Regions from separate parts of the Danio rerio genome. Here region 1 is linked to region 2. The links are chromatin contacts, called in public HiChIP or PLAC-seq maps. All regions are on one chromosome and are shown on one strand. The core of a region is the stretch at or near the end of the contact, and the rest is flanking DNA. Distances in the headings are between cores, read along the strand shown.

Region 1 (5,679 bases), core at 2,118-4,617, 210 kb before region 2:
AAACAATATTAAGCACAGCACCATTTCAACTCCATTATAAAACCAAAATTATCCCAATCAATGTAAACTTGCACCATAAAAAGCACTTAGTTTGCTTTACTTTAAAAAAATGAGCAAGCACTAAAATCACTTTTCAAAGTCAACTTGTAGCTTTTAAGGTACTTTTCACTTTTTATTAAAAAAAAAAAAAAGTAAAGCAACTAATAGTTTTTTACAATGTATGAATTCTTTCTAAACATAGGTTATCAAGTTATCTTGTTAAATGATATTTATATTACAATGTATTTTGCAGAAAAACAGAAAAATCTGCCATTTTTTTTCAATATCGTGCAGGCCTATTTCAGTATATTGACTTACTCCTGTTTATATTTTATAATAAAAGTAGAAGTATAGTAATTAAGAATAGTTGTTGTTAATTTTTACATAGATTTGATTTCATATTTTAAACGTCAACCAATATTAATTTCCTTTTTAGTTGATGCAAACTCCACTCTTGCTTTAACAAGTGGAAATAAAACACTGGGGAAAAAAATCAAAGGGTCTTTAATATTGATTTAGACAATAAAATGCATGGAAATCAAAAAGTTTGATAACAAATATCCAAGTGTAAGAAAATGGTGGCAATACTAAAGGAAGGTTTCAGACTAAAAGCCTTAGATCAAGAGCAGGATACAGCAACTGAGGTAAAGTTGGTTTTATATTCGCACATTTATTTAACGACAACTTGCGACACGCTCCCTATATTGTTTCCCACGGTACTTTGAATATTTGATTTGAAATCATAAGTAAGTTTGACATGAAAACAACATAGTACTATCTATTTGACTGTGAACAATGTTGTACTTTTATAGTCATTTGCTGATATGATTTTACTATTTAGAATTTTCAAAGAATACTTTTCTAAAATTATATTATTAAGAAAAAAAGTGAGAATATGTGAATACAGGGCTCAACAATAAGGACTGCCCAATGGCCCGGGGCTAGTGTGCGAGATGCTAGGGACATTAAACAGGACCGTTACTGGCCTAATCAGGTCTTAAAATTAAGAAACTGTTATTTCAAGCCTTTAAATACTACCTTCTCAGTGAAGTTGTAAACACCATATTGCTTTTCGCTTCCTCTTATGTGATTGGATGATGTGAGCATGTTATTTTTTTCTAAAACTTGGTAAAAACCAGTACAGCAAAGAGGCGGCAACTTCAAATTATTAAGCTAAAAGAAAACGTCTGTTTCTAATGTCTTGGGTACAACATGACGAAAAAAATGTGATGTTCTGCACAGTTTGCCGCAAGTTTGGCAAGTCAGCCACATTTTGTTAAATAATTTTAAAGTGCAATAAAATACCTGCACATTTTCTATTATTTTTTTGTTTGTTTGTTTGTCTGCATTACACTATAAATTTTGCTTATTTTAGATTTATTAGCATTAAATGCTACATTCGCAGATGTTATTTTTGACAGAACATTTAAAATATGTGGCTAGGATATTTTTTATTACAGCTTTTCTCAGTCGCTTTTGTGCGTTTCTCACAAAACTAGTGCATTTCTGCACAACAGTTAATGCATTTCTCAAAACAATTAGTTTAAACTGCAAAACCTAGATGATAAACTGCAAAAATGCGTCACATGCTCAAAATGGATAGTTCATTCCTCAAAAGCAAGTATTGATGTTAATCAAAGTGCCAGTATCATCAAAATGAAAAGTCCTGACACCATTGTTTATGAACAAGATAGTCACATGGCTTTGTCCTGTTTTCATGATGACAGTTTACTCTGTACATTTTTTCAATGCAAAAAAAGTCAGATTTTGTTGACACTTCCTGAAAATGCTCAAGACAACACTGCATACTATTTGCACAGCCATTTGAAAACTACAGTAAAGTTAGACATCACTGCATTTAGTGAGGAATCGGAGTACAACAAACTGAATATGTATGTTTCACATTTTAACTGTATATACTCTTTGCAATTCTAATTTATTCACACCATTGTGCAAAAGAATACATACACCCTTATTTACAACAAACAAACTCCCTTTGGGTAGAGTTGTGCACAACTGTACACAATATTGCAAAACATATAGGAACTGAAACTAAAATACACACAAGTCTATAAATCAATCATGAAATTGTTCAATTTTTTAGACATTATCAGGAAAATAAAGATTTAATTTTTTTTATAAAATATTGCTTAACAGATTTTGACAACTAGTTCAACATTTTTGTATGTAATGACTCAAGTAATGAAATGAAAACTATTTGTTTTATATGGAATGACTACTCAGAATTCACAAGTTTAGTTGACATAAGCAGATGATAATGTTATAAATATCAGAGAGTTGTATGAAAGTAATTGATGCATGTCCAAAAGCATCTGCAATGTGTTGGAAGGAATGAGAAACTGCTAATAGGATGTGCACAAATGACTAATTATTTTGAGAAATGCATTAACTGTTGTGCAAATGTAAATAGTGCTGTGAGAAATGCACCAAAGCCACTGAGAAAAACTGTAACTTGTTATATTTGGTCAGACCAGTGAAAAGTTTCGGGCCAGTAAAAAAAAAATCTTTAGCGTTGAATCCTGGAATATAAAACTTACTTTACCTGACACAACTTTATCCATATTTAACTTGCATGTGGCAGTGAACTTGTAATAAATTACAATAAGGAAATTATGTTGTTTTCTTCAAGATTGACTTCCAAACCATCCTATTTTATTACCTCCAACACAACAAATATGATCAGTCCCTTCATGCATACCCTCGATAACTTGTAAATGATAAATGTAAAATACAAACATAAAAACAACCGCATATTTCAGTTTGTACCTCTGTAATCGACACCAGAGTTCAGTTTCACCACCACTGGCCTCCCAATGATCTGCTTCAGGAAATCACTTGGTGTCTGCTTTCGGAGACTCATTTTAGCTGAAAATGAATGACAATGAAGTTTATGAATAGCTCTTATAAAAATGAACCATGGCTGCATTGTTAACAAAAAGGATGTGACAATAACAACAAAACGTACTAAAGACGTTTATTTTAAACCACATAAGGGGTTTCCAGAAGAGGTTTAACCTTATTTGTTTGGAAATTGCCGGTGAACGTTATCGATAAGCGGCTAATTTAGCATGCTAGCATTCCAACCCAACGTATCACTTAATAAACGTGTCATCGTATATCTAGCAAGGTAACTACAGTGCTGCAGTTTTTTAAAACCCCACTAACGTCGAATGCATTCTTATATTAAAGCATACAACATTTAACGTTATTTACCTATGTCGTTTAGCAACGTTAACCGCACGTTTCGACTGAGCGACTGCTGACCAATGAGCTCGTCCGCTTATTCTAGTTCCATGGTGTGTACACCATTCAGCCAACCAGATGCTTCGTTAGAAAGCCAGTGTACGGAAGCCGACAAGATAGCGTTATCTCCTTTGACAAAGAATGCGTAGTGGAAAAAAGAGCCAGATCGACGGTGGCAGTAAAGACGGGGAATCGTCGCTTTTGCTACATTAGGACATAAAATCGTTAGACAAACAGAAGAATGACAGATGAGCTGATAAAAATGGACGAACAAACAGACGTATAGAAACCTAGACTGACAGACAGACAGACAGACAGACAGACAGACAGACAGACAGACAGACAGACAGACAGACAGACAGATAGATAGATAGATAGATAGATAGATAGATAGATAGATAGATAGATAGATAGATAGTCTGTCTGTTTGTCAAAGTATTTTGTGTACATTGTGTATAATAAGCAACTTCAGGTTGTAGTTGAGGTGTGGCTAAAACATGTAGGAAAAAAGAAGATCCTGTATAGCCAAAAGAGAGAGAGGGAGATGGGGAAGAAAAAGCTGTCTTTTGTTCACAGGCAGAGGAGGGGATGCACCTGAGAGACAGAATCATAAAGCACTTCTGGCGCATCCAGACAGTTTGCTTGTTAGCAGGGCATTGGTAGCCCTGAGGAGGCTAGAGGTTAATTTGGTATCTGGTGCTGTGTTAAACTAAGGTCAGCGCTACAAGTCCTTAAGTCATAAACAAGTGTGGTTAAGAGCCGTGTACACACCTAGGCACGAGTTAATGAATATTCAATGAGTATTTTTCCCCTTGTTGCCAGAGTTCACATCCTAAAGGAGGGTTAAGAGAGAAAAATGTGATCTAATGCATTTTCCTATCAAAGCAATCATTCATTTAAGGAAAAAAAGGAAAGAAATTGAACGAGTTTACAGATTTTTCGGTTGTGGCACACAGCACCGGGATTTTCAGTTGTAAACAAATATGGAATATCATGACAAGGAAGCTGACACAAGCACTATGATGCTTTCTTGACTACTGGAAAAGCGTGAATGGCTTGGCTTGTTAAGCGATACTGAATAAAACACAATAGAGCTCTACAGACACAGAAAGCATTTCACAAGCTTTTTATCTTTCAGTTTTGCCTGTTGCTTGGTAGAAGATGATTCTGTCCGTCTCACATAAAGAGGGCATTTTAACCTTAATGTGCTGTCCTTCAAAAAGTTTTCAACTTAACATTTTGTAGACTGATGTGAATGTGCATAAAATTTTGACTGGGAACAAATAAAAAAAGCATTTGCTTTTCCTCAGTCAGCACAGACAATCCACTCTCACCGCAAGCCTGTGAATAACCCCACAGCTCCTATGAAAACAGTAGCGTGTTGGTAATAACCGCCCAGTGATGCCAGATGGGACTGTTTTCACCCTGCCTTCAAGACGCTGGTGAGCTCAGATGGACAGTGGCACAGTTGATTTGCTGGTACAACCCGCCTCACCTTTCTAAGCCCCCAAAGACCTGAGAGGGAGTGGAGGAAAAATGAAAAGATTACAGAGGCAGCTTCACTAGGGTTGGGGGTGGGTCAGGCTGAGGGGTGTCAGATGCGAGGGGAGGGGGCTCCGTCGGTTGCCGCAGGCTGCTTCGAGGAAAGGAGAGTCTAGACTAGGCTGACCTTTGCGAGCCAGGGCTTTCTCTACGGGTCAAGTTGGATATGGAGGGGGGATAATGGAAAAACCTCAAGGGAGTTTTCGAATGAAATCCAGATTGGCTGCCGGCATGTAGTTTTTCTCCTCCCCTTCCCGCTCCCTAATCCCTGCACTGCATGGGGGTAATAGTGTGGAAATGATGGGGGGAGTGTCGCCTTGATCAAAAATGAGCAGTGGAACCTAGTCACCCCATTCTAACACCCAGATTCATGCCCACTATATATATAAATATATCTGCGCATGCAACCACTGCAGGCCAGGTTATCCAATGCGATTCCAGGCACCGGCTGCAGCCTCTAGACCTTTGTCAAATACCTTGCTGAAATGATTTAGGAGAGCTGCCGCATATTCGCATTCTTATATAAGGTTCTTGAAATGAGCTGAAGCCAATGTATGAGATTTAGGAATTTGTTAGATGTATTTGCTTTGACATATTTGACATTGGTTCAGTCTTATCACCTTGCTAGAAAAAAATATCTCCAGTCCCAAAGAAAAAAATAATCTCATAATATTTGAGGTTTAAAGCAAAAGTTATTTTTGCTTTAAAATCTTGAATGCTTGGAAAAATGTGCCATTTAGGGGTGTAACCCTGAGAGAAAAACAGTTTTCAAGTGTTCACAGTGAGCCTATGCTGTGGAGTATAAGTGCTAATTGCTAATTAAATGGCTAATTG
Region 2 (6,316 bases), core at 3,241-5,740:
GTTGAACAGGTGGAGAAGGCTGAGGTGGCCTTTGGACAGACATTGTGGTTGGAATCAGTGTCAAAGGTAAAGCACAATTTCCTTCAGGCACGATGAAGTGCAGGTTAGTCCCCAGCTGCAGAGTGGCACCAACCGGAATGATACCAACACATGCTATTAAAAAATAAAAAGCAGTAAAAACACAATTTCTTAACAAATAAATCTGTTAAACTAAAATGTGCATGATGCTTACAGTTTTGCACTGCACTTTGATGAATTTGATGAACATTAGATGTATAAACTTTCTTTGGAGCACTGTTAATGACCTGAGACTGACATCCCTTCACTGCTGCAGTCAAAATGGCTGCTCTTCTTTGACACAACTGACTTCTGGAGGGAACATTCAAATGGGAGGTTCCTTCTTGAAGAGGGACAATAATTTGTGCTTTGCTTTTGCTGGCTGGCTGATAATGGAAGGATAGACAATATCAAAAAAACGCTTTGGTAAAATTAATCACTATTTGCTGCACACAAAAAACATCGGCAAGCTTGGTTATTAGTGTGTATATACACAGTACACACATGCACATACATACAAATGTCACATACCTCAAACTTTGCCACATGTGCGACCCTTTTCTTTAGCAAGGCTACTGGATTGGACTTCATTTCAGTTCCGACTTTATCCTAAAAATGTGAGACGTAAACATCATTCAAAAACTTTACATTAACAAATGAATAATTCAACAAGGATTCTTTAAACTGATCAATGGTTACCTTAAATGTATTATGCTACAAAAACTTCCATGTGAAATAAATGCTTTAAATTTTCATGCTTTTTAAAATCTTATATTCAAAGCTTTTCAAAAAAAAAATTTAAACTTTACATTTGAACATCCTTGATAATATATTAGATGGATTAACTTACAGGTGCGTCACACTGAACCACAGGAGCCTCACTTTGGTTGGCTTCCATGAAGATCCTGTAGCACTCTTCCATTGGGTCGGTGTCTGAAAGATCTAGGTCCGAGTACCTGAGCTCCGCATCAGAACTAGAGTCAACTACAATGGGTTCATTATTATTTCCTGCCATTGTAGCAAAGGTCTGTGAAGGAACAGTCATGTCACAGGCAGCTGAATATGATACATTTGATGTAGGTAATTTTTCTATGGACTCCACAGTTCTTGGGTTGAGCTGACTATTTGATGGTGCAGAAACAACACCAAAATCAATCTCTGAGACATATGCAGGTGTGTTATGAACAAATGGTTCTCCATGACTACTCTGAAGAGTCACCCAAGATGTTTCAGTCAGACTTTGAGTATGTGGTGGTCCTAAGAATCTGTGCTCTTCAGCCTTATGTAATGGTGAAGGTAAGGACTGAGATGAAACCATAGGAAAATACTGCTGATGTATCTGAGAGATGTCCTTTGAAGATACATTTTCTGACTTTAGAGCATAACCTGAAATGCTGCTGTTCTGTGGTTCTCTAGAAGTTAGATTTTGTAAAGCACTTCTTGGAAATTGGGAGGAAATGCATTCATCTCCATAAACAGAATTAACAGGAAGCATCTTAACGTCTTGAATGGTTTTGAGCTCGTCACTTTGACTTCTCATATTGTTTAGACATGTGGAAATGTCATCCAGGACATTCTCCAAGTTGTGAGCTTTTTCCTCTTTTTGCTTGACGAATGTTTCCATATTGATATTTGTGAAGTTATTTGGTTCAGCCACAGGTTCTTCTCTTAGATCCTCCAGAAATGGTTCAATATCTTTTCCAGGGTGATTTGCCATTGTTATCCCTTTAATTATCTGCCCATCATTAGCCTCTTTATAATGCTCAGCTGGAGCATTACTAATAGGGCACAATTTGGGTAAGTCTAGCAGTTCCTTATTTTTAGTTTCACGCTGCTGTGGAAGTTTATGCTCATCCTCAAATTGTGACACATCAATGACAAGTTCGCCCTCAGAAGATTCTTGCTCTTCTGTGATCATCATAGGTTTCACTAAGGTTCTTGCGTTCTCCTGGTCACTCAGAGTGCATTTCATGTCATGGCTTGGAAGTCCATCAGAAGACTTTTCTTTGTGCTGGTTGGGATTTGTTTGTTGATTTGAAAGATCATTGTTAACCGCACCATTCCTCTCAAGTACATGTGTTTTAATTATTGCACTCTCCTGTTTGGGTTTATGTTTTCTGTGGTCTTTTGTTAAAGATGGAATGTCAATGACCAAGGTACCTTTATCTTCAGAATCATCAAAATGAGACGACAGAGGTTGAACAATTTTTCCGGTTTGTTTACTCTTTAGACCGTGATCAATATCGACTTTGTCGGATGACTTAAGCTTGCATTCTGCTGAGCTGCTAGATAGCAAGTCTGCTGAAAAATTAGAACAGGGGTCATATTCCAAATCAGTCTTGGGTCTGGCACGGTCAACCACATACTTCTGACCACTAGTTGAGCAAACAGGCTTTTTGGATTTCAAATGGTTACCATTTTGGTCTTTAGGCCTACTTTTGGTGGTTCGCAAATATTTTCCAGAGCATTGGCCTGTTTGTGTGAGAGACTGTGATGTCTGATACTGAGACAGTCTTTTTTGTTCTTTCTCCACCTCACTCCTCACCGCCTCGATTTCTTTGTTGATTCTCTCCAGTTCCTCAAGACAAGCATAATTGTCCTCGGTGGTGTGAAAGGATCCATTGGCAGAAGTCACTTTAGGATCTCCAAGACCTAAATGTGAAGCAGAGAAAAAAAAATTGCAAAACAATGCTTTGAAGTATACCATCGCTGCACAGATGTTCCTTCTGTTATGCATGCTGTAATGGCAGAATTTGAGCACACACATTTGAGAGATTACTTGGAAAATTAAGAGCTTTGCAATAATAAAACCATTTTAATGAGTGTGGATTGAATGAATGAGGGGGAAACAGCTAATTTGATTTAAATGCCAGTATAATGAAATGCTTTGAATTATTTTATGCTGTGCATTTGGGGAAAATAAACTCATTTTCAGAAATATACAAGGCACATAAACCTTAGTGGATCTTATAATGGGTAATCTTAATTTCTTAGAATTGTTTTTTTCAGTTTTCTGACTCAGCAGTTCCCTCTGAAAATTTCGAATAGTTATACATTAATAAGCAAGAGGCCCTAAATATAAGCGCAATTATAACGATCACTATACACAATATATAACTGCACAATTATATAAACACATGCTTTGAAATGTGCACATTCAGTAAGGGGTCTATAGTTCACAATGAAAAATGCTGGGTTCTTGTAATCTAAAGTTGGTCCAAATTTGGACAAACTTAACCATTGAGTTAAAAAGTGTCATTTAAAATATTAATTAAAAAAAAATAAAAAAAATAATAAAAAAAAGAGTCAATGTTGTCCATTTCTGACAAAACATTGAGTTATAACCAACCATTTGTGTGCATGCATGTAACAAAATTCCTATTTTTTTCCCCAAAATTGGAAACTACTGTAAATGCTCAATCTAAATAATAATAGATTTTAACACATTTATAGATCTCTTTTTACAATCTAATCTGTAAACTAGTGCACAGTTTACGGTTATATGAAGCATGTTTTTTTTTTTTTTCATTATTATTTTATACAGGAGTCATCTGCATTTTGATATACAGTTTATATTGTGTTTTTAATTTAAGTATACCAGAACCTATTTTTCTGTCAATTTTTTAACATTGTAACGCACTGACCAACTTATCTTAAATAAGCCACATATATTATGTCCATCTAGGCTTCTTTCAGTGTGATGTGTTGGTGACATGCAAGCAGTTGAATAGCTATTTACTTCGTTTTGTGTAGGCTAGTAATTCACATTTTAGTCACTTTTTTAAAGTTACCATATGAATTTGCAAACAGCTAGATTTGATGCATGATTATTAAAGTAATTAATTTAATTTCGAGGCTAATCACGTTGCAAGGTTTGAACTGACGCAAACGAGTCTCCACTCGAATTTGTTTAGAATTGTTTAGACGTGCGAATGACTGAATTGTTTAGAACTGTGAATCAGTTTGACTAATGAAATTTAAATGAATCATTTAAATGAAAGTAAAACATCGTTAGTGATAGCAGCATAGCAATAAACTTAAAACAGTAACGTTAACGTTAGTATAACTGTCAAAGTGAATCATGTGTGTTTACCTTTGGTATTCATCACGTCAGAAGAACTGTCTTTGCTGTGATTGTACAAACAATAAGGTCGTTGACATCGTCCAGACTGAAGAAAGGGACAATCTATTTCATCGAAGAGAGCTGTGGAAGGAAACATTCCGCTGACGAGATACCAAATTATTGTACTGTTCACTGTCTGTAAAACGCAATTTCTCTGTTTCTTGTTGTATTCAACATATGTGACACGACGAGATCTGATGACATTTTCTTTAAGGCGGTGGAAAGGGGGGACAAACTCAGTATGAAAAAGGGTGACCTCGCAAAAAAGTAGCTGATAACTTTAACACTTGTGAACTGGAGAGACAGGCTACTTCACCAGCTGGTAGCGCGAGTGTTTTAATTAGTTAATTTCCAGGTGTGGCTGATTGATTGTTCGGCTTTGTAGCGATTCTATTTCGCGAGTTGTTCAATTGAACCGAATCTTTAAAAATATAGGTGCGTTCAGGGCTTATTGTGGAATTCTGATCCAGCACCTCATTTTACCGATCCCTTTTTTTTATTGACTTCAATAACAAACATACAAAATTCAATGTACACAAAAGAACACAATGACAATAACAGATCATTTTACCGATCCCTCGCCTCAAAGTTGCAACTATGTCATCACATGGCATCATCACCAATTTTTATTTTTTTTTATAACAACAAAAGATTTAAAGTACAAATAAAACAAAACACAGTCTCTACGAACTAGTTCATTTTTTTAACAATAAGGGAATTATGAATTAAATATAGCATGAAGGAAATAAGGGAAAACAAAAGGGTATAAACATTCATTCATTCATTCATTTTCTTGTCGGCGTGGTCCCTTCATTAATCCGGGGTCGCCACAGCAGAATGAACCGCCAACTTATCCAGAACGTTTTTACGCAGCGGATGCCCTTCCAGCCACAGCCCATCTCTGGGAAGCATCCACACACACACACACACACACACACACACACACCAATTTAGCCTACCCAATTCAACTGTACCGCATGTCTTTGGACTGTGGGGGAAAGCGGAGCACCCGGAGGAAACTCACGCAAACGCAAGGAGAACATGCAAACTCCTCACAGAAACACCATCTGAGCCGAGGTTTGAAACCAAACATCACTCTTTAGGCTAATACTTCTTGTTTGAATGTGCTAAAAGGGAGTTTGCATTTACGTACATTTTTACTATAAAATTTCCAATATATTTACAATTTTCCAATATAATGTATTTATAATGTAATTCTTTGAAATTTGTGAATCGGTCTAATTTGTCTAAAATTTGTCTAAAAATAAACCCGAAACACGCGTGGTTGTTATGCTCTGAACTCAGCCAATCATGAACGTATATCGCGTTTGAGGCAGGGTGAATTTGGGTAATCTGGGACACTTTTCGCAATTTTGACATCACTTTTATTTTAATGTCTATCTAGAACAACATGCTAGACTTAGGCCTAAAATATTTTCTAACGACCTGAAAAAACATAATATAAGCCCCTTTCAAACAAATGTTATTGTGCCACACCTATAGTTTATTTAAAAAAAAAGAAAGAAAGAAAATCTGCCTGAATTTGATAATCTGGGACTTACGTTTTTGGGCTGAAAAAGTATATATTTGCAATATTTATGGATGCCAAACACAATTTTACCTATTTTTAAAAAGTGAGTGTGTGTATGTGAGTGTGAGTATGTGTGAGAGAGAGACTGTGTTTGTGTGTGTGTGTGTGTGTGTGTGTGTGTGTGTGTGTGTGTGTGTGTTTAAGTGAGTGGGAGTATGTCTGTGTGAGTAAGTTTGTGAGTGAGTTTGTGTACAGAACATTGTACACATGTACAAGTCTCTAAATGCATATTTCTTCCATTCGAAGGCTGTCCCAGATTACCCAAATCATGCTGTCCTACATTATCAATTATGATAATGTGGGACAACAAAAAAAATTTTTAAATCTTTTTTTAAAAAACAAACATTTTCAACACTTTATTACATATTTTGTTACTTCAATATATTCAAACCATAATTTGACAACAATTGGGAACATTGTCTTGATTATGACAGGTTTATGTCCTTAACATTAATTTAGTCAGAATCCTATGTCACTGACCTTGTCATCTAATTGTGTCTAGATCTTCCTGATTGACAAGTGTCCTGAATTTTGTTGGAATTCAC

What was found. HiChIP or PLAC-seq counts read pairs in DNA pulled down with a chosen protein or histone mark.
Region 1: an H3K4me3 HiChIP or PLAC-seq map of embryo shows a contact between it and region 2, with 2.9 times the contacts expected there. The contact joins the promoter of lsm6 here to the promoter of zgc:152968 in region 2. A contact is called at or near these places in 2 of 4 datasets of contacts at active chromatin or transcription factors (caudal fin and embryo).

Annotation. Positions count from the first base shown.
Region 1 is chr1:39,343,643-39,349,321 of GRCz12tu, reverse strand. It overlaps lsm6 (LSM6 homolog, U6 small nuclear RNA and mRNA degradation associated), which reads right to left and starts at 3,367. Exons shown (of 4, transcript NM_001002077.2): 1 at 3,274-3,367; 2 at 2,827-2,925. The coding sequence starts at 2,920.
Region 2 is chr1:39,136,355-39,142,670 of GRCz12tu, reverse strand. It overlaps zgc:152968, which reads right to left and starts at 4,490. Exons shown (of 17, transcript NM_001327755.1): 1 at 4,151-4,490; 2 at 908-2,709; 3 at 589-666; 4 at 233-443; 5 at 1-153. The coding sequence starts at 4,277.